4 separate regions of the Mus musculus genome follow, and all the other regions are linked to region 1. The links are chromatin contacts, called in public promoter capture Hi-C maps. All regions are on one chromosome and are shown on one strand. Each heading gives the region's core, a stretch centred on a gene start, on an enhancer-like site or on the middle of the called end of the contact. The rest is flanking DNA. Distances are from core to core; before and after follow the strand shown. Region 1 holds the start of Inpp5a (inositol polyphosphate-5-phosphatase A). Region 2 holds the start of Deaf1 (DEAF1, transcription factor). Region 3 holds the start of Ifitm2 (interferon induced transmembrane protein 2). Region 4 holds the start of Phrf1 (PHD and ring finger domains 1).

Region 1 (3,455 bases), core at 108-2,607:
AGAGCTTTTCAGCACCTTCTCATTTAGTAAACAGGAATATAAAGTCCCCCAAGGCTTGAAGAGAGCTACCTCATTTGAGAACTAGTGCTATTGCAAGTTACATGGCAAAATGAGGTGCCTCACGCCTCAGGCCCCTCAGAAGACAAGACCAAGGGATGGGATATAGGTACCAGGACTCAGATGATGGAGCTCAAGGTTTGGGACTGAGGTCTATTGGGAGGAAGGTTCGGGGATGGGAGATGGGGTGTAGAATTAGAGGCAGGGACCTCACTCTGGGGCCAAGAGTAGGTGTAGGATCTGAGGTTTTAGGGTAGAGACTCAGAGTTCAGGGTCAGTGTGGTATGGGTTGAGAGGAACAGGACCAAAATTTTTGAAAGCTGGGTTTCTGGAACCAGAAATCAGACTTGGGGGATCAGAGTCAGAGACTGGGGGCCAGGGGGTGAATCAGAAAACCTGGGGTCAGCGTATGCTTGGGTTTGGAAGCCAGGACATCCAAGTATCAGGATTCTGGGTCAAAATTCCAGGTCAGTACTTGTGGCTCTGGAGTTCCAAGGCAGGAAAAAGATAGGGATTTGCTGTCTTGGGAGCAAAGCAAGGAACCAGCATCAGGATTCAAGGATCTGGACTGAGTCTGGGTTCCTGTAGTATGGGTTAAGACAGGGGTTCAAAAACTGAGTCTTCGAGTTTGGCCTCGGGTACCAGAAAAGCGGTGTTAAGGTCCCGAGTGTGTAGCTGGAAGTTTCCTGGCCTAGGGTACCCCCCTGCTATGGGGTCAGGGTCTGTCTGGGGCTTGGGAAAATCCTGGTCGGAGTCTCCAGCTGTGGGTAGGGGGCATCAGAGTCACACGTCCCAAAGACAACTGGCCCGGAGTCCGCGGCTATAGAAGACGCTGTAGGGGCCGGAATTTAGGGTCTCCAACTGAAAATGGGGATGTCAGGGTCCCGGGCTGGGAGACTCCTAGCCCGTAACCGCCCCTCCCTAGCCGACGGCGCGGCACTTACGTCGTCGAAGAGCGAGCCCACGTTGGCCGTGACCAGCAGGACCGCGGTGCCGGGGGCGGCCGCCTTCCCCGCCATGGTGCCCGGGCGGAGCGGGCTCTGGACTGGGTGGCGGCGGCCGCTTCCTGCGGGGCCGGTAGGGCTGGGGTCTCGCGGGGCCGCGGGGCGTCAGCTGCGCCGGGGGACAGCACAGGGGCGCATCGCGGGCTTGGCGGGTCGGACCGGGCCTGGCCGGGGCTCCAGCCTCGCGGTCGCGGCTCTTCGCTGCTCCGCGGCCCCGCGCCCGCTCGCCGCCGCGCCTCACAGCGGCCCGCGCGCAGCCATTAGACCCGCCGGGAAAGTTCCCGCAGCCGCCGCCGCCGACTCCGGCTGGGACAAGTCCCGCCCCACAGGAGGTGGGACCCTAGAAGGCGGGGCTGTCGGTCGCGCCGGGGGTGGGGCCTCCCTATGGGGCGGGGCCTGCACACAATCTACAGACTTGGGTCTTAGGCTCCCTGGCTCCGGGTCCACTGGAAGGGCGGGTTCTCGAGCCTGAGTCAGGCTGGGGGTGGGGTTTGTGCAGGGGCGGGCCTGCTCACAGGAGCTAAGCCTAGGGTGGGGCGGAGCCAACACCAGATGGAGGAGGGGAGAGGCGGGCATATGGGGCATTCCTGTCAGTCAGGCCCCTGAGTCCTCCCCTGGCTTTGCCCCGCCCTGCCGCGGTTACGCGCATATTCCACCCTCCACTCCCATGACGTCACGACCCTGTTACCAAAGCGCTTCTTAAAGGAGCCGCGAGTTTGGACGACTACAGCCCGCCTTCTTGTTGGGAGCCCTGGAGATCCTTGGAACCTCTGTCCTGGCCCCCCATCCCCCCCCCCCGATGTGGAACCGGTCTTCAGCCTGGGTCCAGGCCCTCGCCGGTACGGGGAGTCTGACGTAGGCGGACCGTGGGAGGGAGCAGGGCCACGGAGAATTAAGGAGGAGCCTCCTCCAGTCCCAGCTCTGGGTCTGCAAAGAGTGGGTCTGCAGATCAAGTGTATGGGATTTTGCAATTTCCTAACACGTCCACCCAGTTCCTTATATAGGACTTTGCTTACAAAACAGAAAGCTGTTGGCATCCAAAAACAGAAAACTAATAAATCCTTTTAAGAAGCAAGCGTATTGATGTACTCCTGTAATCCCAGTACTCGGAAGTTGTGGCAGGATTGCTATGAGTTCGAGGCCAACCTGAACTCATAGCAACCTAAACTAGCTTGAGACCATACCCCGCCCCTCCCACCTAAAAAAGAAAAAGTTCAGATTAGGTGTTTGGATAGCCAGCTGTGGCCCCCATGCCACACCCAAGGACAGTTCCCAAGGTGGGGGATGTGGTCAGTCCGGGAATTTTAGCCACCAGAGAGAGCTGGAGGTGGGGGGCAGGGAGGTATGCTAGTTAGAAGAACAGAATCAGTCCTACATGTAGAAGGAATCAAGAAATTTCTCTGAGATAGAGTCAGTTGTTCCTGGAGGTGGGACGGGGCTGGTAGGGAACATATAGTGAGCTGGGTAACCCTTGCTAGTCTAGGCCTCCAGAAAGCCCTGTCCAGTGGGGCTGCTGCGCTGTAGCCTGCGAGGAGGCATCCAAAGAAACAGTACTACAGACATACTAGAACCCTGTTTGCAACGACAGTTCTTCTGGTGGGTTCATTCTTTAATTTTGTATTTAGTTTGTATGTATGGTGTGCATTGGTTCAGACACACACGCTACAGAAAACAGGTTGCAATTATCAGTTCTCTTCTTATAGCATGGGTTCTGGGATTTGAATTCGGGTCATGAAGCTTGGTGACAAGGGCTCTTACTCACTGAGCCATCTTGCCCGCCCGCTATAGATGGACTTTTCAGAGGTTAACAACCGCCGGAATTAATTTTAACAGGGCATTTACTTAACGCAATGGATGTGAACATCATCCAGTGTGGAACTAGCATTTAGCAATGTTAATGAGCTTCCCACAGCAAGGCTTTGAAATGAGTATCTGGTGCTTACAGCGCAGTGCCCAGTAACCACATGCTCCCTACCAAGTGTTTCCCAACTCTTGGCACCATCTGAGAAAGAATTCAGAGATGCGACAAAGAAAAGGATTAAGAGAAAGTAGTATTACAGAGAGAAGCCCACACTCAAGGAGTCAGTGTGTACAGGCTTCTGGAGAAAAACCTGTGGCCGTGCTTTTGAATGCTCTATCTTATAGACAAGCTTTAGAAGAAGAGAGGGTATTCAAGAGTTAAAGTTAGGGAAAGACATTCTAAGACTGGATTGGCACTTTACCAAAATAAGGTTTATTCTCTCTTCTGCCCTTATGGGTTTAGGGTTGTCATGATGCCAAGATGCATGATGGGAGCAGGCAAATTTGCACTGCCAATGAGGTGGAAATGCTGCTATAAAGAAGCAAAGACTGGTGTCCATCTTCACCCCACTTTGCACAGACATAGGGTATGCT
Region 2 (3,437 bases), core at 667-3,166, 1.9 Mb before region 1:
CGGGACTCAGGTTAGCCACAGGTGTGTGTGTGTGTGTGTGTGTGTGTGTGTGTGTGTATGGGTGTGTATTCACCCAGGGTAAACTGACATTATGCCTTGGTTGTGTCTGGTGTAAACCAGGTATGCCATGGGTGTACCAAGGTATACTTCAGGTATGCCTTGGAGGTGCTGAGGAGAACTATAAGTGTGCTTGGGATGAGCTGAATGTATGCTATGAATATCTGGAGTCTAGCGCATGCCAGAGGCATGCTATGAATGAATATGTGGTAAGCTGCAGGTGTGACAAGATGTACCCTAGGACACACTGGGTGTGTCACAGCTATACCTGGTTTAAAAAAAAAAAAATCCCATCAAAGCCAACGGACTCAAAGTTCCAGAAAGCCAGGAATTTGAGAACTGGGGAAGAAAAGCAGCTGACCTTGACTTCAGACACCAATCCCTATCCCAGACACCCTACGGGTGCAAAAGAAGACAAAAGACCCAGAAATTCCAAAACCAGTTTGTCTAAGGAAAACAGCTAACTTATCTAGAATGCTCTTAACAAGCACCCTTTCCCTACCCTTAGCTACAAAAACCCCAGTCTAAAGCGAGTGGCCTATTGTCTTGAACTAACTGTGGTCATTGAGTGACTAGATCCTGTGCCCTGATCATCAAATGGCCAGAATTTAACAGCCACGTCTCTGGAACAAGCCTGCTTTAGTTGTTTGAGGTTGACTAAGTCATTTTTTTTCCCTACAAACGTAATTCTTATTCATCCTTACATCTGGGGTGAGCAACAGGGGAACTCGAGTGTATTGTGGATATGCCAGGGGTGAGCTGAATATACGTATATGGTTGTCCTGGATATTCTCAATGTGTAAACCCGGTGTGCCAAGGGTATATCGAAAAAATGAGAGATAGGTGTATCAAGGGCGTACTCGGGGTGAGCAGCGGGTATGCCAAGGGTGTGCTCAGGATGAGCCATAGGTATGCCATGCATGTCAGCTTTAGTGAAATATGGTTGTGTAGTTCGTATGCCACCATAGTGTACTCTGGGTAATCCACAGGTGGACCCCGGGTCACAGAAGGTGTGATATGGTTGTATACAGGGGCGTATCCCAGTGTGTGCCTCAGGTATATCACTGGAATACAGAGACGAGCTTCGGGACAGCCGCCGGGATACCCGAAGTGCCCCCACGCCCAACCGGAAGACACCCCCCCCACCCCTCGCTCTCCAACTCCGGCGCAGAAATCCGGGCTAGTGGGCTTAAGCCACCAGGTTCCGGAATAACAAGGTGACAATCAGAGGAGTTGCAGAGCCAGCCCAGACAGCCTCTCATCGTGACAGCATGAGACCACACTGTCCCTGCGATCGCGTAGCCCCGCCCGCCTCACCTGGCCGCACGGCCGCCATTTTGCCGCTGGGTCCGCCACAATCCCAGCAGCCTCTTGGCCGCACCCTCCCGCCATCTTCGCTCCTCCCGCCGCGCGGTGCAGCGAGCGTCCGACAGCGGCCGAGGCCCGATTCTCCCGTCCGGCAATACTCGGGAGCTTTCGGATAGAAGGAGGCGGGCACTGAGGCTCCGGAGAACTCGGCTCGGAGGTATTCGGCGGAGTTCGGCGAGGCCTCGTGTGGGTTCGGCTTTCGCCGCCCCGAGAGGGGGTTGGAGAAATCCCGTGGCGCCAGGGTCTGTCTGCGAACCCAGACTTCGTTGGAAGCAGGGGAGAAACTGCCCAGAGCCGGCCAGCTCTATCGGTCGGTGACCACAGTCAGATCCGCTTCTTAGACAGCGAGCAAGAAACGCTCGTAAGCTTTCGGGAAGCTTCGGGACCATTCGTATTATCTAGATTCTGCGCTTCGGGAAACTTCGGAGCTGCTCGGTTCTACACTCGGGCCATCAGCTCGGCTCTGCGGGCAGCTTCGGCTCGGTTCGGCGGGCGTCAGACTGCCTCTTCGGTCGCTGCTCGGGCGGTGGCTTCGGGCGGCCTCGGCCCAACTCGGGCGGCCTCTTCGGGCCCCGCTTCGGGCTCGGTGCCTGGCGCTTCGGGCGGTCCCGGACAGCGCCTTCGGGCGGACTCGGTGGAGTCCGTATGGAGGACTCGGACTCGGCGGCAAAACAGCTGGGCCTGGCCGAGGCGGCAGCTGTGGCGGCCGCTGCCGCGGTGGCGGCGGCCGCCGCGGCCGCAGCGGAAAGCGAGGCGGAGGAGCCGGTGTTAAGCAGAGACGAGGACTCGGAGGAGGACGCAGACTCCGAGGCGGAGCGCGAGACGCGGCGGGTCACCGCTGTGGCGGTGATGGCGGCCGAATCTGGGCACATGGATATGGGTACCGAGGCTCTGCCCAGCCCCGATGAGGCCGCCGCCGCCGCCGCCGCCTTCGCAGGCAAGTGCGCCCGCCGGCCTCGCGCCTCACCGGGTTCCCGCGTGCAAGCTCTGAACACATGCACCAGGCACAGGCCACTTTCCATATGCTTTGTGCATCTGTCATGCACATCTGTCTTCCAGGGAAGGCTCTCTTCCACCTGTCCTGCACACCTGCCCAGCACCTGCCCTGCCAGTGCACCTCACAGTGACCTGCACGCCTGCCCTGCCTCTGTCCATGCCCCTGCACCTGACACCTGCCCCCCATACATGCTCTGTACCACCTGTGCACTTCACACCTGCCCGTGCACTCACAATGCCCTGAACACCTACTCTGCACCTGCCCATGCATCTCACAATGACTTGCACCCTTGCTCTTTCCCTGCCCTGCATCTCACAGTGCCCTGCATGCCCATCTTGCACACACACATGCACACGCACAGCACACTCTCACTCCTCTAGCCTTGCTCTGCACTGTATACAGACGTGTCTCCCTTGTGTGAGTGTGCCTCTCTGTTCTTTGTCTGTTTTACCCTTTGGAACTTTCTCAGTACCTACCACCTGCCTTGTCCTCTCCTGCTGCTTCCTGGGAGCTGAGAGCACAGATGGGTCACATGTGAGTTCTGTTCTAGAGGTGCCCCAGGTATGGTCAGCAGCATTACTGCTGGTAGACCTGTCTGTCTCAAAGGCCAGTTCAAGTGTGACATGAGAGGGGCAAGAGAGTCATCCAAGGCAGGCAACCTTGCAAAGGTAACGATGCAGAAACCAGCCTTGCTTTATATTGTGACATGAGCTGCTCCGTGCTGTATCTCCTAGTCTTCCTATGCAGATATCCCCTCCTTCTCCATCACTTAGTTTTCCATTTTTCTCCTTCTGTTTTCTCACACAAAGAGCACCCGATTCTCATGTTTTATGACAAATGGAGCCTTGAGCTGAGCTGTATCACCCTGTACAGGTGATACCACACCAAACTGCCTCCTACAATCCCACCACACACCCCACCCTTTGACCTTCCTGAGTGTTGAACTCCCTACCAATTGGAGCTCTTATATGTTTTATGCTTGTACATGCGAATCCTTGGAAGACCATCATTTTGC
Region 3 (3,757 bases), core at 945-3,444, 1.6 Mb before region 1:
TTCTAGGTTAGGTCAATGCCACAGTGAGACTTTTGAGTTCTTTAATGAAGGTGGAAGAGATCCTAGCTAAATTAGCCTATTTGGATTGGATTTGGGAAAGATCAGTGTCTTAGTTACTGTTCTATTGCTGTGAAGACACCATGACCAAGGCAACTCTCATAAAAGAAAACATTTAATTAGAAGTTTGCTTACAGTCGTAGAGAGTTAGCCCATGATCATCATGGCAGAAAGAAGGCAGACATGGTATTGAAGCTATAGCTGGAAAGCAGGGGGAGAGAGAGAGAGACACAGACAGAGAGTGACAGAGAGAGAGAGAGAGAGAGAGAGAGAGAGAGAGAGAGAGAGAGAGAGAGAGAGAGAGAGAGGAGATTGGGCCTGACATAAGCTTTTGAAACCTCAAAGCCCATCCCCAGGGACACACCTTCTCCAACAAGGCTACACCTCCCGATCCTTCCCAAACAGTTCTCCTAACTGGAGACCAAGCATCCAAACATGTGAGCCTATGGGGCACTTTCATTCAAAAGTGAGATTCACTCAGAGATGAGACAGAGAGGACATGCACAGGGCTCACTAGGAAAAAGAGCCACACCTTACCACCTCTGACTTTTCCCCTAAAATGATTTTCATCTCTCTCACACACACACACACACACACACACACACACACACACACACACACACACACACACACACACACAAAACCAAGAACAACCCCCACACCACCACCAAACCAAACAATAACAAAGACACCTTACCCCACCCTCTTTCCCTTTAGCCCCTGGAGGCTGCTCACCTACTTCTGACCTGAGAGCTGTTCATAAGGCTTATTCAGGTTTAGCATATATCAGAGCTTTCCTTTTTCATTTGCCAGTTGATAGACATCTAACCTCTGTCTGTTGCCTGTCGTTACGAATGCTGCTGTAGACATGAGATACAGGCATACAGGATACGTATAGACATGTGTTCATTCTCTTACACACGAGAAGTGGGATTCTGGGTTGTAGCTTCGATCTGCCCACTGCCTGCAAAGCCTGCAGCATCAGTGGTGTGGTTTCTTTGCTTCTAAACTACAGTGCTTCCTAATGGGTATGAGCAGTGTGCTGCTGGGGCTTTGATCTGCATTTTGCTAATGAGCAAGAATGTGGAGCCTGTTACCCATTGTGCCTCTTCTAGAAGAAATGTTGAGTTCCCCTTTCGTTCATTTTTTTAAAATTTTTACTTACTACTTTTTATTCATTTATTTAAGACAAGCTGTCATGTAGCCCAGGCTGGACCTTGAACTGATTCTCCTGCTGACCTTTCCCAAGTGCTGGGATTACAGACATGTGACCTGCTCCAGCTTTTGAGGCTCTGATCGATGGTGATGGTTGTACAAGTAGAGGCGAACAAGGGCTCTGTAGTTAGACTCACTGATCTCCTCCTTGCTCCATTCTGCCCTGTGGGATGAAATTTGGGTGCTGGGGGTGGGGGTGTGAGGTTACTGAATGGGTTCAAGTGTCAAACGATTTGTGTCCTTCACCACCAGGGAACTTCCCTTGTTTCTAGGACGCTCAGTTCCCTCACTGCTTCTGCCGGGAAAGACTCGGAGTTCCCTGTGTAGCCGTACTCCTACAGGCTTCATTTTAGCAATGGCTGTTTCGCAACTGGTAGGAAAACATCTGCCTTCCATAAGCTCCCCGGCTGCAGCCAAGTGACTGGAATTTTCCTTCCCTAGCTAGCCAGGAGCATCCAGGCCCTGTGCTGGAAGGCTCCTCCTTCCCCAACTGACAGCCAAAGAAACATTGAGTTGCAGATCTCCCCAGCCCCCACCTGCAACAGATTAGTTTAGGGGTGTGTGTGCTTGGGGTTTTTTAGAGGAGGCCCTCACTGTGAGGCCAGGTTTAGGGATGTACCAGGGGTGTGAGAGCAGGGGGCTGGGGAGACTAGATCTGGGGAGAAGTTCTAGTATGCCTACTGTAAGCAGGAGGTGGAGACCTTCAGACAAGTTTTAGCCCTGGGACAAGTCTAGATCCCTGGAAGTTTATACAGAGGTACCTCAACAGTCAACTAGTCCTGAAGTAATTTGATACTCAAGGCCTAAGTACCGCCCACTTCAGTATCCAGCCAATTCCCCACAGTAAGGCCCTCTGGAGACTAACCCACCAACAGGAAAAGGAAATTGCTAGAGAAAGGGCGGGTCTACAGAACCAGGATAGCAGCAGCCATCCTCCAGACGGGGCGATTGTTCCAGAGTCAGTACCATGAGCCACAATTCTCAAGCCTTCTTGTCCACCAATGCCGGGCTTCCTCCAAGCTATGAGACAATCAAAGAGGAGTACGGGGTGACTGAGCTGGGGGAACCCAGCAACTCAGCTGTTGTGAGGACCACCGTGATCAACATGCCCAGAGAGGTGTCGGTGCCTGACCATGTGGTCTGGTCCCTGTTCAATACACTCTTCTTCAACGCCTGCTGCCTGGGCTTCGTTGCCTATGCCTACTCTGTGAAGGTGAGTGTGCTAGAGGGGGTGGGAGGGAATGGTGTAAGAAGGTGTGTGTGAGCCTGAAGCGCCATCTACTCAGATAGCACCGAGGTGTGAGTGTGGGGTCCTTTCTGTAAGAAAGTGTGTGTGCACCCTTCCTATTTGTGTGTGTGTGTGTGTGTGTGCGTGCGTGCGTGCGCGCGCGCGCGCGCGCGCACTGTCTGTCTCTGGTGTTGGAGACTTTCTGATAGTCACAGGATGAAACTGCCTGGGGATTCTGGGGCCAGACTTTCCCCACCCCTTCACCCTTTAGACTGGGGCCCTAATCTGTGTGGAAAGTGAGGTATGCAGCGAATGCTGGAGCTTACTGTATAGTTTGTGTTTGTGTGTGTGTGAAAAGAGGGGAGGGTTTCCCGGCTGGAGGGAGTGAGACAGTGGGCAGGGAGCAGTTGGGGAAATGGAGCCAGAGCACCTGGCTCTCAGCTGGCCAGCTCCAGGGCTCCTTACATCTAATTTCCTTCAGTCTAGGGACAGGAAGATGGTGGGCGATGTGGTTGGAGCCCAGGCCTACGCCTCCACTGCCAAGTGCCTGAATATCAGCTCCCTGATCTTCAGCATCCTTATGGTCATTATCTGCATCATTATTTTCTCTACCACCTCTGTGGTAGTCTTTCAGTCTTTTGCACAAAGAACACCCCATTCTGGATTCTAGCTGCCCTGTGCTCCACGGTCCACATCTGCCCCGCCCCTGCCCCGCCCCCAGGCTCAAGCCTCGACCCTTTACCCTACGCGTATGCAAATGTTACCTTCACCTATCTGTCCACAGTGGATTCAATAAAGTGCACGGGGTGGCAACTCTGGCTGTGACTCACTGTTCTCTGGTTCTGTACCGAGCTCACCTTGCATCCTTTTTGTCTGAGGAGAGCAAGTGTCGTTAACTTGTCAGGCTTCTGGTCTCCAGATATGGGCAGCAGCCGACCTGTGGGTTTTTGCCTGATCCAGGCAGAGGGGATCCGAGGATCATCTAACGCTGAGGCCGTGCTCCCGGGGGTCCCAGGAAGGGTGCAGAACTTTGGGCAAAGGAGGCTCCGGCCTAGGAGTGAAAGACACCCGGAGTCCTTTACTTTAGGGGAAAAGAAATCCCTAGCCAAGATGTGTCCTCTTTTTGTGGTGGCCTCTTGGATATGACTTCAAGCTCCTGAGCTGGCCCGCACACAAAAGTTGGGTGCTGTGAAGTTTGCTGCCCTCACTGTTTCCTTCCCCACACTCAGGCTTATGTAGGGACCTGGAGTGGGTGGG
Region 4 (3,415 bases), core at 128-2,627, 1.8 Mb before region 1:
ACTAGCCTATCCTGTGGTACCCTATGCTTCCCACCAAACCTAATGTCCACAGTCAGAGAAAAACAAAACAAAACAAAACAGCATAAGAAAGCTGAAAAATAGGGCTCAAGATCAGGGGCCCCAGATCCTAGAGGTCCATCGGCCTCAAGAACACACAGGCTATCCACTCAAAGCCACAGGGAAGGGCGAAACCCTTCTCCAAGAGGTCAAAGGCCAGGAGAAGAGCTGATGGTCTCTAAACACAGAGGGCATAACTTAAGGAATGTCAATTGTCACATGTTGCTCCTGCCTGGGAACAGTAAAGGGAGAAGAGTTCTGATAAACTATCTTACGTCTACCTGGTGCTCAGAGAATTTGCCACAGACTCCTGCTGAAACACACCGTCTCTGATATTAGAAAATGCAGACTGAGATAGACACAGAGCTTTGGCCCATTCATGACGGGGACCTCGGTCATGGTCCCAGTTTTCAGAAAAGAGGAGCTATAAGGAACTCTGTGAACCTCACTCACACAAGTCTTGGCTTTCTCTCAGTGCTGAGTGACGCCACAGGTTGCCCTTTTCACTCAGCATTCTTCCCAGAGGAATGAGTATAGAGTGGTCTATGGGGAGAAAGGAGGAATGCCGAGCTGCAAGTCAATCTCAAACTCCAACTGTGCTTCCAACCACTGGCCAAGATGACAGTCGCCAGACACGTTACTGTTTTCTGTTGCAGAGTACTCCTTTCAAGACACGATGGGAGCAACCCGGGGTTCAAACACAAGACAGGAAGACAGGTTTGAAAGCAATGTTGGCTCTGCCACTCTGCAGCGATGTAACACTGACAAGTGACTTTACCTCTCCGAACTATGGCTGTAAAGCTCCGACAGTGGTGCCTACTCGAGAATGCTGGGAGGGCTCCTCGAACTAAGGAAAACGATAATCGCGACATCAAGCACAATTTGGGCAAGTTCAGATGGTGCTGGCCAGGGCGAGGGCCATCAGGACAGAAAACCAGGTAGCTAGGGGTCACACCTTTCTTATGCACCAGTCCAGGTTCCCGCATGACCAGACAGGTGGCCGGCACCACGCCCATGGGCCTCCCGGTCGCAGCCGGACGTTCCGGGGCTCAGCTCGAGGCCTCAGCCACCCTCTCGTCCTCCGGACCGACCCGCGGCCAGAGCGACGTAGGCCTAGCCGGCCCGGAAGGCCACAGACAAAGCGTACGGCCACCATAGGTGGCCCGCGCGGCCGGACGCGACAGGGACACCGGGCCAGAGCGGCTACCGCACGTACCCGGGAACCTCGCGCCTCCCGGACGCTCCTAGACGATCCCGCCTCTGTCCGAACACGACCGCAAGTAGGCCGGTCAGCCGCCGCCGCCGTCGCCGCGCGCTCCCCGACCCGGAAGTGCACCCATACTCTTCCGGAACTTTCTGCCCTGCCCGTTGGTGGAAACTACTAAGGCCAAAACGGGGAGGAACTCGCGGCGGAGGATGACGAGACGTTAGCGCGTCCCCTTCCTCTCAGAACACCGACTAGCCCATCACAAGTACTGTCAGAGGAGAGCAGTGTTTTGCTGAGCGTGTGCTGTCCGAGCTCTCACCAGTGCACTAAACCAGGCTGTGGGTCTCACCTCCATGCAGTTGGTACAGTCCGACTCCCCATCCGCCGCGATGAATGGGAGCGGCCCCGGGACCACGTCTCCGCCCACAACCGTCCCGCCCTCCCGTGAGCGCCTCCTCCTGGTGGCTGGACTTAACTGCAGCCCGCGGCTGGAGGAGCGCTAGAGAAAAGCTTCAGGATGTCCCCTGGGTCTTCAGGTTCCCTTCCAGTATGCAGTTAATCATGATGGATCCTGTATATACGAGCTCCTCCGTCCCCTTCAGCCCGGCGAGGAGAGGCACAGTAACTTGTGAACACCGTGAAGAACTTAATTGTATGGCACAGATAATTAATAGAAAGAACAGAACTAGAGGTTACCGCCTGGCAGTAGGACACTTTCTTGCCTAGTACGCATAAAGGCCTGGTGAGAGGGGTCAAAGTATGGAGCATAATAGGATTAGGGGAAGAACCATGAGAGGACTCAGGGAAAATTCAGACCCACAAAACTGAGACTGACCTAGAGGCTGAGGGGATCAGAGGACACTGAGGTACTAAACAGGTGGCAATCATGGCTCACTGGACTCAACTGCCCATTTTGTGGTCCAGGGACCACTGTGGCTCAGAAGGGATGGCTTTTGATAGGAATAGAAGACAGACTGTAGCCGGGCAGTGGTGGTGCACGCTTTTAATCCCAGCACTTGGGATGCAGAGGCAGGCAGGCGGGTTTCTGAGTTCAAGGCCAGCCTGGTCTTCAGAGTGAGTTCCAGGACAGCCAGGGCTATACAGAGAAACCCTGTCTCGAAAACAACAAGAACAACAACAAAAAAAAAAAAGGAAAGAAAGAAAGAAAGAAAGAAAGAAAGAAAGAAAGAAAGAAAAAAAAAAAAAGAAAAGAAAAGAAAAGAAAAAGAAAGGAGGAGAAGACAGACTGTAGATTTACTGAGAAACTGGATGAGAGGGGCAGGGAGGAGAGGGAAGGAAGAATATGAAGATGAGGAGATAGGAGTCTACTTAGAAGAGGGAAAGCTAGGGTTATCCCCAGAGAGCAGAGGACAAAAGGCTGCCTTGGAGATAAAATGTGGTGGTAGTGGGGACCAGCTTTGGAACCTGGGACTTTCAGTGCTAAAAAGTCCAGATTCTACAAAGAAACTCAAGGGTAGGGTACTGAAGAAAACAAGAAAAGGAGAAGCAAACACATACATCAAGAAGGGATCTGGGGCTGGACAGGGTGACATAACCTTTACTCTCAGAAGAGACAGGCGGACCAGTGTGAGTTCAAGGCTAGCCTGGAGCACATAGCAAGTTCCAGAACAGCCAGAGCTACAAAGAGACCCTCTTTGTCTCAAAGGAAAGAAAGGACCTGGGAGCAGGGGGGTGGTTAAGATGGAGGGGTGCTTGACTGGCATGCCCAGAGCCATGGGTTCATCCCTGGCACAAAATAAATTAGATATGGAAGCATAGGCAAGATTATATAGAAGGTCATCCTTGCATACACAGGGAGTTCAAAAACAGTCTAGACTACATGAGACTCTTAACTCAAAAACGATGGGGCTGGGAGTAAGGCCCATCTGAGACTCTGAGAGTATCAGTCTTGGAGGAAGTATAGAGAAACTCAGAAGACTGAACAGGAAAGGCCAGCATGGTAACTATGCAGTAAATTCGCTGATTTGCTGGGAAGAGAACGATAAGTAGAATTAGCTAAGAAGAGGAAATTTAAAGGAGTTTAAAAAGGAGAAATATTGTGGCTGAAAGATGGTTCAGAGGTTAAGAGCATTGGCTGCTCTTCCAGAGGTCCTGAGTTCGATTCCCAGCAACCACAAGTTGACTCACAAC

What was found. Promoter capture Hi-C pulls out the DNA fragments that hold promoters and counts their contacts.
Region 2: a promoter capture Hi-C map of pre-B cells shows a contact between it and region 1. The contact joins the promoter of Deaf1 here to the promoter of Inpp5a in region 1. A contact is called at or near these places in 2 of 39 promoter capture datasets (cranial neural crest and pre-B cells).
Region 3: a promoter capture Hi-C map of hippocampal neurons shows a contact between it and region 1, with 2.5 times the contacts expected there. The contact joins the promoter of Ifitm2 here to the promoter of Inpp5a in region 1. A contact is called at or near these places in 2 of 39 promoter capture datasets (hippocampal neurons and pre-B cells).
Region 4: a promoter capture Hi-C map of hippocampal neurons shows a contact between it and region 1, with 2.8 times the contacts expected there. The contact joins the promoter of Phrf1 here to the promoter of Inpp5a in region 1. A contact is called at or near these places in 2 of 39 promoter capture datasets (hippocampal neurons and pre-B cells) and 1 of 115 datasets of contacts at active chromatin or transcription factors (embryonic midbrain).

What each region holds. Positions count from the first base shown.
Region 1 is chr7:139,387,011-139,390,465 of GRCm38.p6, reverse strand. It overlaps Inpp5a (inositol polyphosphate-5-phosphatase A), which reads right to left and starts at 1,357. Exons shown (of 16, transcript NM_001127363.1): 1 at 1,002-1,357. The coding sequence starts at 1,076. Gm46004 (a long non-coding RNA gene) reads left to right here and starts at 1,319. Exons shown (of 2, transcript XR_001778314.2): 1 at 1,319-1,900; 2 at 3,325-3,455.
Region 2 is chr7:141,326,204-141,329,640 of GRCm38.p6, reverse strand. It overlaps Deaf1 (DEAF1, transcription factor), which reads left to right and starts at 1,916. Exons shown (of 12, transcript NM_016874.3): 1 at 1,916-2,362. The coding sequence starts at 2,071. It overlaps Tmem80 (transmembrane protein 80), which reads right to left and starts at 1,511. Exons shown (of 6, transcript NM_001141950.1): 1 at 1,375-1,511.
Region 3 is chr7:140,954,398-140,958,154 of GRCm38.p6, reverse strand. Ifitm2 (interferon induced transmembrane protein 2) reads left to right here and starts at 2,194. Exons shown (of 2, transcript NM_030694.1): 1 at 2,194-2,485; 2 at 2,982-3,316. The coding sequence starts at 2,240. The coding sequence ends at 3,170.
Region 4 is chr7:141,226,750-141,230,164 of GRCm38.p6, reverse strand. It overlaps Phrf1 (PHD and ring finger domains 1), which reads right to left and starts at 1,377. Exons shown (of 18, transcript NM_001081118.1): 1 at 1,274-1,377. Gm51460 reads left to right here and starts at 549. Exons shown (of 1, transcript XM_030243134.1): 1 at 549-1,959. The coding sequence starts at 954. The coding sequence ends at 1,442.